2 separate regions of the Mus musculus genome follow, and region 2 is linked to region 1. Evidence: chromatin contacts called from public Hi-C data. All regions are on one chromosome and are shown on one strand. The core of a region is the stretch at or near the end of the contact, and the rest is flanking DNA. Distances in the headings are between cores, read along the strand shown. Region 1 overlaps Tacc1 (transforming, acidic coiled-coil containing protein 1). Region 2 has its middle 23 kb from the start of Tacc1.

Region 1 (5,005 bases), core at 1,771-4,270:
CTGCTGGTCGCCAGCCCTCTTCTTTTCCTTACAGTATGGTCTTCAGAGGAGAATTAGCATCTCCTGAGTTGCGTGACGGATTGCGCTTGGGCTAGAACCTAGGGACTCAGTGCACACTGAGTGGTCTTCCACAGAATCTGCCCCCACCCCACCGCTGTTCTCTTGGCTCTCTTTTTCAGTGAAATAGCATAGAATGCTATTTTGGAGACTTTAACCGTGTGACCACTTTTGTCTGTTTATCAAGTGGCCTTACCTTTTTAAAAAACAAAACAACAACAACAAAAAACCCCAAAGCTTTAGGTTGTGCATGCACACACTGGTGTGTGTTTTGAAACAGGGTCTCTCTCTGTTGCCCAGGCTGTCCTCAAACTTATGATCATCCTGCCTTAAGTGCTGGGATCATAGACGGGTGCCACCAGGTCTTACTTGAGAGTGGGCCTCTGTCAGAACTTAAAACACCATCTCAGAAGAATGGCAGGGGAGCTGGTGCCCTGTCTCCATTCAAAACAAAACACAGAATAGCTACATTTGCCCTCCCTTTGCTCCTGGCTAAGAATTTTGTTTTACATTTTGGAGGTGAGAAGAAAGAACAGGGGGGGGTGGCTAGTTCCCTGCGTTCTCATGTGGGTGGGCAAGTTAGTGTTGGTGTTCTGCCCTGGGTGACAAGCCATCCTAACAGTATAGTGGCCCTAAGGAGACCTGCCTTGACTTAATGTGTCTCCATGCTTCTGAGTGGCCGAGGCCCGCAGGGCTGTCTAGGGAGTGTGAGCTCTGCTGTGCACTCCCTGGACATGGCAGGTGTTCACATACAGTTTAGTTATTCTGTCCCTGGACAATACATTACTTCTCAGTCTTCACTTAAGGGCCGTGTCCTTGGCTTTGTGCTGATTTTTGTTTGTTGCTTTTTTTTTTGGACACAGCGCCACAGTCATCTTGAAAGAGATGGCTTGCAACTTCAGGGAAATCAGAGGTACCAGAAAGTCAGACATGTAGTTGGAGGTTAGAGGTTAAAAAGCAAAAACCCTCCCAAGGTTTGGACACTTGTCAGAAATGCTAATGTGTCCCTGATTGCCATTCCCCTCAGGTCAGACCACTTGAGCGGCAAGGGGTGCTTCCTGCTAGAGCTAGCTTTCCTCCCGACCCCCTGGACTTGTGCATGGGAGACAAGGGCAGGATTTGAGGCCAGTGTGGAACGGGGTCCTGCGGGGCCTCCAGGAGGAAAGGGCCTCAGACGAAGATAGAATGTTAGCCCTGATATAGCTGTCTGTGGAGCCGAGCGGCCTCACCGCTTACTGTATAAATATGCCTTTCTCCTCCATATGAAAAAGATACCCAGCCATGCAGTGGACCCTGACCATCAGCTGTGTTGGAGCACGGGGGCTCCGGGGGATCAGGGAGTGAGGAGTCCCCTGTGGATCATGGTCTCTGGAGAAATTAGTTGGTTCATTTCCCAGACCCCTTGGCCTTGGCTTTGCTGCTGGTTAGGTTTTCCTCAGCTTGACACAATCCAGCTATCTAGGAAGAGGGGCTGTCAGCTGAGAGAATGCCCGGGCAGAGCAGCCTGTGGGGCGTTTTCCTGATTAATGATTGGTGTGGAAGGACCCAGCTCGCTGTGGGTGGTGCCGCCCCTGGGCAGGTGGTTCTGTGTTGTGTAAGGAAGGCAGGCTGAGCATCCATGGAGAGCACACAGGTAAAGCTGTGCTCCTCCAAGCTCCTGGTGCTTCAGCTCCTGCCCAGCGTTCTGCCGTGAGTTCCTCCCACAGTGAACGATAACCTGTAAACTTCCAATAATCCCTTTCTGCCCCGGTTGCTATTGGCCGTGATGTTTTATCACAGCAACAGCAAGCAAACAAACCCAGCTTCTCAGAGTTTGTGTTTGTTTTGTTTTAACTTATTTATCTTTATTTTATGTGCATCGGTGGTCTTCCCACATGTATGTCTGGGTGAGAGTGTTGGATCTCAGGGTTACAGACAATTGCAAGCTGCCACGTGCTTGCTGGGAATTGAATCCCGGGTCCTCCGGAAGAGCAGCCAGTGCCCTTAACCACTGAGCCATCTGTCCAGCGCTGTAACCTAGGCTGGCTTCAGACCATGCAGTCCTCCCTCCTTGCTTGGCCTCTCTGTGTTGGCTTATTCACGTGAGCCACACTGCTTGGCCTATTCTCCAGAAGTTTTGGTACCAAAGGCAGGGGATTTGTGAGTGAGGACGTGAGGAGATGAAGGTAGAATTCAGAGTGAGCATGACTCCAGCATCTCCACTCTTTTTTTTGGGGGGTGGGGGCTTTTCAAGACAGGATTTCTCTGTGTAGCCCTGGCTGTCCTGGAACTCACTTTGTAAACCAGGCTGGCTTCAAACTCAGAAATCGACCTGCCTCTGCCTCCTGAGTGCTGGGATTAAAGGTGTGTGCCACCATGCCCGGCTCTTTTTTTTTTTTTTTGTAAGATTTATTTATTATATATATATGAGTACACTGTAGCTGTCTTCAGACACACCAGAAGGCGGCATCGGATCCCATTACAGATGGTTGTGAGCCACCGTGTGGTTGCTGGGAATTGAATTCAGGACCTCTGGAAGAGCAGCCAGTTTTCTTAACCACTGAGCCATCTGTCCAGCCCGACAGACATCTCTACTCTTAGCCTTGTGTTTATAGTCTGTTCACCTTTTAATAAAAGCCCACACCCATGCCCTGCAGAGTGCATCTTAATTCTGTACCCCGCCTCTCTTAACCCTTGTGTCTAAATGTTTACTGACATAGCTTTATTGAACTCAACTTTAAAAAATAGAATTGAAAACCATATCCAAAGTTAGGCCAAAGTAGAGGCAGGAGGATTATGAGTTTGATGCCAGTGTAGGCTGTATACTTGAGACCCTGTTCCCCAGAAAGCAAATAAAGCGCAAAGCCCCCAAAACAGAAGGAGGAGGAGGAGGAGGAGGAAAAAAGCGCCTCGGGCTCAGCAGCCTTCCTAAGCTGCTTCACATGCATGGTTATTCTTGTCAGAGAAGGAAATGATGATGTCATGTTTTTCACTTCTCTGTAAATAGAACCTATCTAGCACATGTGGGCTTCCTCCAGAAGGATTCACGATCCAAAAGTGGTGGGTGCGATCCACCACCTCAAGCGTGGGTTCCTGCAAGTGACACACGAGAGCTCACTTAGAACGCTTTCTGAACGGCGAATCTGCATACAGGCCTCATCGGTTCCTGCAGGACAGGAGCCATTTTGTTCTTGTCCAGTAGTTTTCGTGTGCTCCGAGTCCGGCGCTGTCAGCGAAGCACTTGCATTGCAAGTGTGAAGATCTGAGTTCGAGCCCCCGAACACACAGTGCATAGTGGTGTGCGCTTCAGGGATGGGGTTTGGAGAGAGAAGGATTCCTCTATGGTCAGTTTAGCCTGCCAATAAGCTTTTATCTCAGCACTCAGAAGGCAACGGTGATTCTGTGTTGTCTTTTTTGTTTGTATGTTTGTTTGTTCATTTGTATAGCCCTGACTACCAGGAGCCCTTTCTGTAGATCAGGCTGGACTTGAACTCATAGAGATCAACCTGCTTCTGCCCTGAGTGCCAGCTTAAAGGTGTGCACCACCGCACTCAGCTTCTATTCTGAGCCTTGGAGCCTGCTGTCAGCAGCTCTAACAGATGGGAATGCCCTTAGCTCTGAGCCTCTGCTGTGGAAGGAACCCCCTTCTTTGGCTTATGATCCTGTTTGGGTATTGAGACTCATGCCACTATTGAGGAGAATTAAATTTGTGAGGATGGCTTTAGAGCTGCGTATCTACGATGCAGGAGAGCTAACGGGGTCAAAGCCCACCCCCACCCCCAGTGACACGGTTCCTCCAATAAGGCCACACCTTCTAATCCTTGTCAAACAGTTCCACTAACTGGGGACCAAGCATTCAAAAGTATGGGCCTGGGTTGGGGGGGGCACTCATATTGAAACCACTACACTACCTTTGGGTTTGGGGTGACTGTGGAGAAGTAAAGGCTGCTTATGTTCCACCTCACGGTTCTGTAATACAAGAACCATGACATCACAAAGTAGCCTGTTAGTTGAGATGGCTAGAGAGATCGTATAACTTTTATTAAGAAGGATTGTCCCCCACTTCTAATACCGTGGGCCCACATTCCTTTATATAAAATGGTGTGGGCTGCCTGCCCACTCACTTCTTCCCATGTACCTGAGAATCTCCTCTCGATTACTCATGATACCCTCGATCACATCAAGACAGGAGGTCTGGGTATGTTTAATACAGTTGTAATATTTTCCTGAGTATCTTTGTTCTGTAGTTTATCAGATTCACAGTTACAGAGTCCATGAATATTTATGGACAGCTTATCAATGTTTTCTTAGTGTCCTTGACCTTATAATCAGACCTTATAATGTTTCTACTTTACCATAGCTATCTATGTAGAGAAGATGTCATCCATATAGGGCTAAATCCGTGCAGTGATGTCAGGAGTCAGTTGGAGCTCTGGAAGGAACCTTTTGAGGGCAGGGGGAAGGCAGGTGCTTCAGTTCTTTATCGAGGCTGTGGTGAGACGCTTTGACCGAAGCAGCTTACGGGAGGAAGGGCTCATTTTGGTGCCTGGTTCGAGGGGGACATAGTGTGATGGCTGGAAGCCCGTGGCTGGTCTCATTGCACCCTAGGAAGCAAGGGGGTGGGGAGGGAAGTGGGGCTGAGCAGTAGAGCTCAGCTTTCTCCTCCTTCCCACTTCTCCCGCAAGGCTTCCCTCCTCAGGATTTTACCACAGTCCTTAGCAGCGCCACCAACTGGGATGCTCCCACACTCGAGCTTGTGGGGGACCTGCCACATCCAGACCACATCAGCAGCCATATAATGTTGGGGAATCATGTAATTCTTACCTACACTTTAATACCTAGAAGTTATTTTACAATAAAAGACTTGAGAGTAGCTCATTTTAGAAGGAAGCCCAAAGTGGTGGCCTCTGTTCTGTAGAAACTGGTTTCTTCTCCAGCAAGTAGAGGACATTTTGCCATGTCAATGATT
Region 2 (5,005 bases), core at 1,113-3,612, 37 kb before region 1:
ACCCTGCAACACACCATCACCAAAACGAATACATAATTTTTCCCCCTCAAGTTGTAGTACTTCACATGCAAAGCCATGTGTATGAGCCTCTGTCTCTGTAACAAAAAATGCTAGAGACAATCAATTTATAAAGATAAAAGGTCTATTCTCGGAGTTTTCGTGGTTCTAACCCATAGCTTTGGGCTGGTAGAAAGGCATCACAGCCTGGTACCAGCGTGTGGCGGAGAGGAAAAAACTGGGATTTACAAATCTCCTGAAGTAGTGTTACACACACACACACACACACACACACACACACACACCCCGACCTACACAGGAAAGCTTCCGGCACTTTCCAGGGGTGTCTTCTCGTTGGTCGAGCCTGTAGCCCACTGACCTTTTAGAAGATATTCAGCATCCAAACTTAGTACTAGAACCCAGTAACTGTCCAGTGTCCTGGAGCAATAACTCAGGGGAACCTAAGTCAAGTCCTAATTATCACGGGCCACATTTACAAATTGATACCCGAAATGGAAGCTTGTGTGTTCTCACGAGGACAAGATTAGAACTAGGAGATGTCCCCAAATTTTGGGAACATATAGCAGTAATAGGGAAGAGAGACAGAGTGAGCATGTCTGTGGTCTGTGAGACCAACCATGTGCTAACAGGGTGGATCCCTCATTCGGTCCCTATCACATTCTTACCTCTTGCCAGAGAAGGCGTTGTTCTTCAGTTCTGCCACCAGGGGGAGCCAACCACCGTCCCAGCCGCTCCACGCCCCCCCCCCCCCGCCTTTTTTTTTTTTTTTTTTTTTTCCATTTCTGGGAGTTGGAATCTTTCTGTGTGTCCTCATGACTTGTTCATTGGTATCCATCCACTGACTGAAGTGCAGTGTAAATGCCTGTTAGATGCAGAAGGGATTTGTAGCGGCAGTGTGTGTTTATAGAAATGCAGGTTTAAAGACAGTCCCTTAAAACTTGTATTGGTTGTGTGGCAGAACTTGTGGGTGCCTTCTGTGGTTTCTGTACAGCTTACGAAGGTCTTATTTGCAGAAGCAGGGAGACTGCTATGCCCCCCTTCGGAGGATAGCCATTCTCCACCAAGAGGGATGAATGGGTTCCCAGAGTCCCAGGTACCCTGTTTAACAAGGAGCTTAGGAATTCAAAGCCAGCATGAGCGCCATACTAAGACCCCGTTTAAAAGAAACGGGGGGGGGGGGGGGGAGGAAGGAGATTGGCTTTTTCATCTTCAGGGCTATAACACTATAACATCCACTTGACTGGCTCATCCAACATTTTTTAAATACATTTTTAGTTTCTCCTTATGTTTTTCTTTTGGCCTAGTTTATGGTTTATTTTGTTTTAACGGAAATGTTGTTTTCTTACCCTTTGTAAACTCTTTCCTTTGAGTCCAAACTCCTACACCAGAACTAGTGTGCTTGATGCTTGAGGAGTGTGGGGGTGAGTGTGGGGGTGAGTGTGTGAGTGAGTGTGTGGGTGGTTGGGTGGTGTGGGGGTGAGTGTGGGGGTGTGGGGGTGAGTGTGGGGGTGGTGTGGGGGTGAGTGTGTGGGTGTGTGGGAAAGTGTGTGGGTGAGTGTGTGGGTGGTACTTGGGGTTTGTGGGAGTGGCTTGTGTGTGACTTTGTGGGGACATTTATTTGTGTGGGAGATTGGAGTATGTATAGCTCTATGGCATATATATGTGTGTGTGTATATATATATATAAATATGTGTATGTGTATGTATGTCTATATATCTGTATAGGAGAGGTGTGTGTATGTGTGACTATATGCAATTGTGGTATGTATACATGAGACTATATGTGGATTGTGTGTAGTGAGTTTAATCTGTGATTCTATAGTATTATGTGAGGGGGAAGTGTGTGTGTGTGTGTCTGTGTGTGTGTGTGTGTCTGTGTGTACATGTCCTGTACTTCCAGCCGGACTTTCCAATAAACCTTCCAAAGAGCAGTAACAATTTGACACCTTGAGAGATCAGAAAACAGTGTCCCCACCCCCACCCCCCCCTCGGTCAAGCCGCAGAGCCCTGTTGTGGTTATCTTGTTTCTGTAAAAATACTCTAGGTGACAGTTTCCAAGCCACGACTTCTCAAGGACTTCACAATCAGGGAGGAATCTTTTGGAAGTTCCTCTCCAAGGGCGATAGCTTCACTGGTTTCTGAAGGTAGCAGCTGGGTAAGATTTTAGCTCTCCTTTCTCCCTCACCGCCTGCCCTGTTGCCACTACTGGATATGCCCGCCTTCCTTCCTCCCTCTCGGCGAGTGCGCCCCCTCCTCACCCGCCACCCCCACCCATGGAAGCTGAATCACGCTGCTTCCTTTTTTGGTCACAGCTGAGTTTCTTCCACCTTCAGAGCCCTGTGTTACATAAAATGAATCACTCCTTTGCACTCCGCTGTCAGCTTCAGAACGAATAAGCAGCTCCCTTGGGGTGCCCCGTCCACCCTGAACGCCACTTGATGGGAGATATTGAATGGTTGACTCTAAAGTGTGAGGGCAGGTGATAAAATGATCCTGAGTATCTTGCTTGGGGGGTGGGGGTAGGGGCACAGAAATCAGTATTTTAATGGGAGCAGAGGAAAAATTCCAGCAAAGAAGAAAGACTTAGGGAAAAAAATTTCAATTTGGTCCTTGTATGGGTAGGCAGGAGTGAATTCTGGGACCACAGAGGCAGCAGCATTTGGCCACACAGATGTACCAGGAGCTGTGGAATGAAGCTGAGGAATGGTTCACACCATCTGTGTACATATTTCTGGCGCCACCAAGCTGGGAAATGTTCCTACCAGGGCTTATCATAGACGTTTAACCCAGCATCTCCAATAGAGGGATGAAATACATTTAGAGACCAGGGACTAATGAAAATGCCCAATTTGTTTATCGCTAACACACTGCAGAGTCAGGTTTCTGCGTATGAAACCCCCAAACTTAGCTCCTTGCCTGGGATTCCTGCTGGGTACCCTGCTTCCATCTCAGAGGGCTTTTTCTCCTGGGAGGGTGTGGGTGGGCAGCCTTGAGCACATCTTCCACCCTGGGGATGCTGACTTAGGTCTGGAATCCTGCCCTGGGTTTGATCTACTAAACAGGTTCTGGTAAACACAGTTGAAATGTTAAAAGGCTGTCAAGGCACGGCAGTTGGGTTAGATGTGGGTCCCACATGCTCGATGGGTCTAATATGGTTTGGGGGCAGGAGAAAAGAGGGATAGGGGTGGGAGAGAATTTTGAGTCAGCTGTGAGTCACATTCACACCCTGGAAAGCTGGAGTTGGACCCAGCACAGGAAAGCATAAGTTCCAAATTGAAATGTGGATTGTGGGTGGAGAAAATGGTGTTCAAGAAGACAAAAATCAGAGAAACCTCTCATAGCCACGATCAGTCTGCTGAGCCTCTGGGGTGTGCCATGCTCTGGGCTTGAGAGTTTTACTGAGAGGGAAGCAGCCAGTGGTGTGCAGTCCGTAGACAGGCGGGGCACAAAGCAATGCACTTGGCGTGGTGAAAGCTTCTGTCTCTAGTGTGCAAGCTGAAGACAAATGCCCTGCCGAGAGAGCTCAGCTGTACAGATGGCGCTGGGACAGTGACAACCACGTGCAAAGGAAAGAAAGCGCATCTACAGCTCTCATCCCAAACAAAGATAAACTCAAGATGTGCCACGAGCCTTCAAGGCTAAACGACCTGAGGAAGACATAGTCTTCAAACTCTTCAGGATCAAGGCCTACGCAAGGACTTTCCAAAAAGAAGACCCCAGCCCCACAGGAAATGATCCCTAGACTCTAAGTTGTCTAAGTGAGGGTTTTACTGCTATGAGCAGACACCGTGATCAAGGCAACTCTTCTAAGGACAATATTTAATTAGAGCTGGCTTACAGGTTCAGAGGGTCAGTCTATTACCATCAAGGTGGGAACATGGAAGCATCCAGGCAGGCATGGTGCAGGAGGAGCTGAGAGTTCTACATCTTCATCTGAAGGCTAGCAGAATACTAGCTTCCAGGCAGCTAGGATGAGGGTCTTAAAGCCACAGTGACACACCTAATCCAACAAGGCTACACCTACTCCAACAGGGCCACACCCTCTAATAGTGCCACTCCCTAGGCCGAGCATATTCAAATGATCACACTTGTAGACAAAAAAATAAAAAAAGGAATCATAGAACTGATTAAAGATTGGGGGGTGGGGAGCGTATCTTTGCTAGTTATAGGTCAGATAGGAGATTAATATATAAAATCTATAAAGAACCTCCCAATTAAATACAACCCCCAAATCATCCAATAAATAGCCAGTAAATAGCCAATGGGATGAAGGCAGTTCTCAAAGGAAGAAATAAAAATGACCAATAAATATTTGAAAAACTGTTCAACATCCTTAGCTTTCAGGGAGCCGCAAGCTAAACTATATTGAGATTCCATCTCATTAAAATCCGAATGGAAGCTGGAGAGATGGCTCAGCAGTTAAGAGCACTCACTGGCTGCTCTTTTTAGAGGATCCAGGCTTAATTCCCAGCAACCGCATGTGCAGCTCACAACTGTCTGTAACACCAGTTCCAGGGGATCTGAGTCCCCCATGCTGATACATATAAAATAAAGTTAAATTTAAAAATTAAATAAGTAAATAAAGTCAGAATGGAAATCAGTCGATCCTCAAGAAGAGGAAATGTCCCTTTAAAATCTACGGCTCCTGGGCACACACTCGAAGGAGAATAAGTCAGCACACCACAGAGATGCTTGCATGCTTATTTGTTGTTGTATTATTCACAGTGGCCAAGGCATGGACACAGCCTGTCCATCCACGGAATGGTGAGGCTTCAGTAGGTATCTGTGCACAGTGGAAGTTTCTCCAGCTGTAAGTGATATCTGTAAGCCGATATCTGTGGGAAAGTAGGTATTATTATGTTAAGTGAAATGAGCTAGACGCAAACCGAAGACAAGTATTACCTTCTCTGACATATGGAATCTTGACCTAGATATGTATATTTGTGTATATATATTCATATATGAAAGCAAAAGCTAGGCATAGTGGT

Evidence for each region. Hi-C and Micro-C count contacts between places; a contact is called where the count stands out from the background.
Region 2: a Hi-C map of cerebral cortex shows a contact between it and region 1, with 2.0 times the contacts expected there. The contact joins two enhancer-like sites. A contact is called at or near these places in 2 of 15 datasets of contacts at CTCF or cohesin (the G1E-ER4 cell line and the NIH/3T3 cell line), 23 of 484 Hi-C or Micro-C datasets (3T3-L1-derived adipocytes, the C10 cell line, the C2C12 cell line and 17 more) and 5 of 115 datasets of contacts at active chromatin or transcription factors (bone marrow-derived macrophages, embryonic fibroblasts, embryonic midbrain and 1 more).

The regions. Positions count from the first base shown.
Region 1 is chr8:25,185,681-25,190,685 of GRCm38.p6, reverse strand. All of the region lies in intron 2 of Tacc1 (transforming, acidic coiled-coil containing protein 1), which reads left to right. Among named protein-coding and RNA genes, the nearest start is that of Tacc1, 13 kb to the left of the region's middle. Within about 2 kb of position 3,020, at least 23 of the 459 cell types and tissues checked have an H3K27ac peak or open chromatin away from gene starts, as enhancers often do. A contact at or near this core is called in bone marrow-derived macrophages and cerebral cortex, where this site is marked.
Region 2 is chr8:25,222,333-25,227,337 of GRCm38.p6, reverse strand. It overlaps a transcript of Tacc1 not described here. Among named protein-coding and RNA genes, the nearest start is that of Tacc1, 23 kb to the right of the region's middle. Within about 2 kb of position 2,362, at least 71 of the 459 cell types and tissues checked have an H3K27ac peak or open chromatin away from gene starts, as enhancers often do. A contact at or near this core is called in bone marrow-derived macrophages and cerebral cortex, where this site is marked.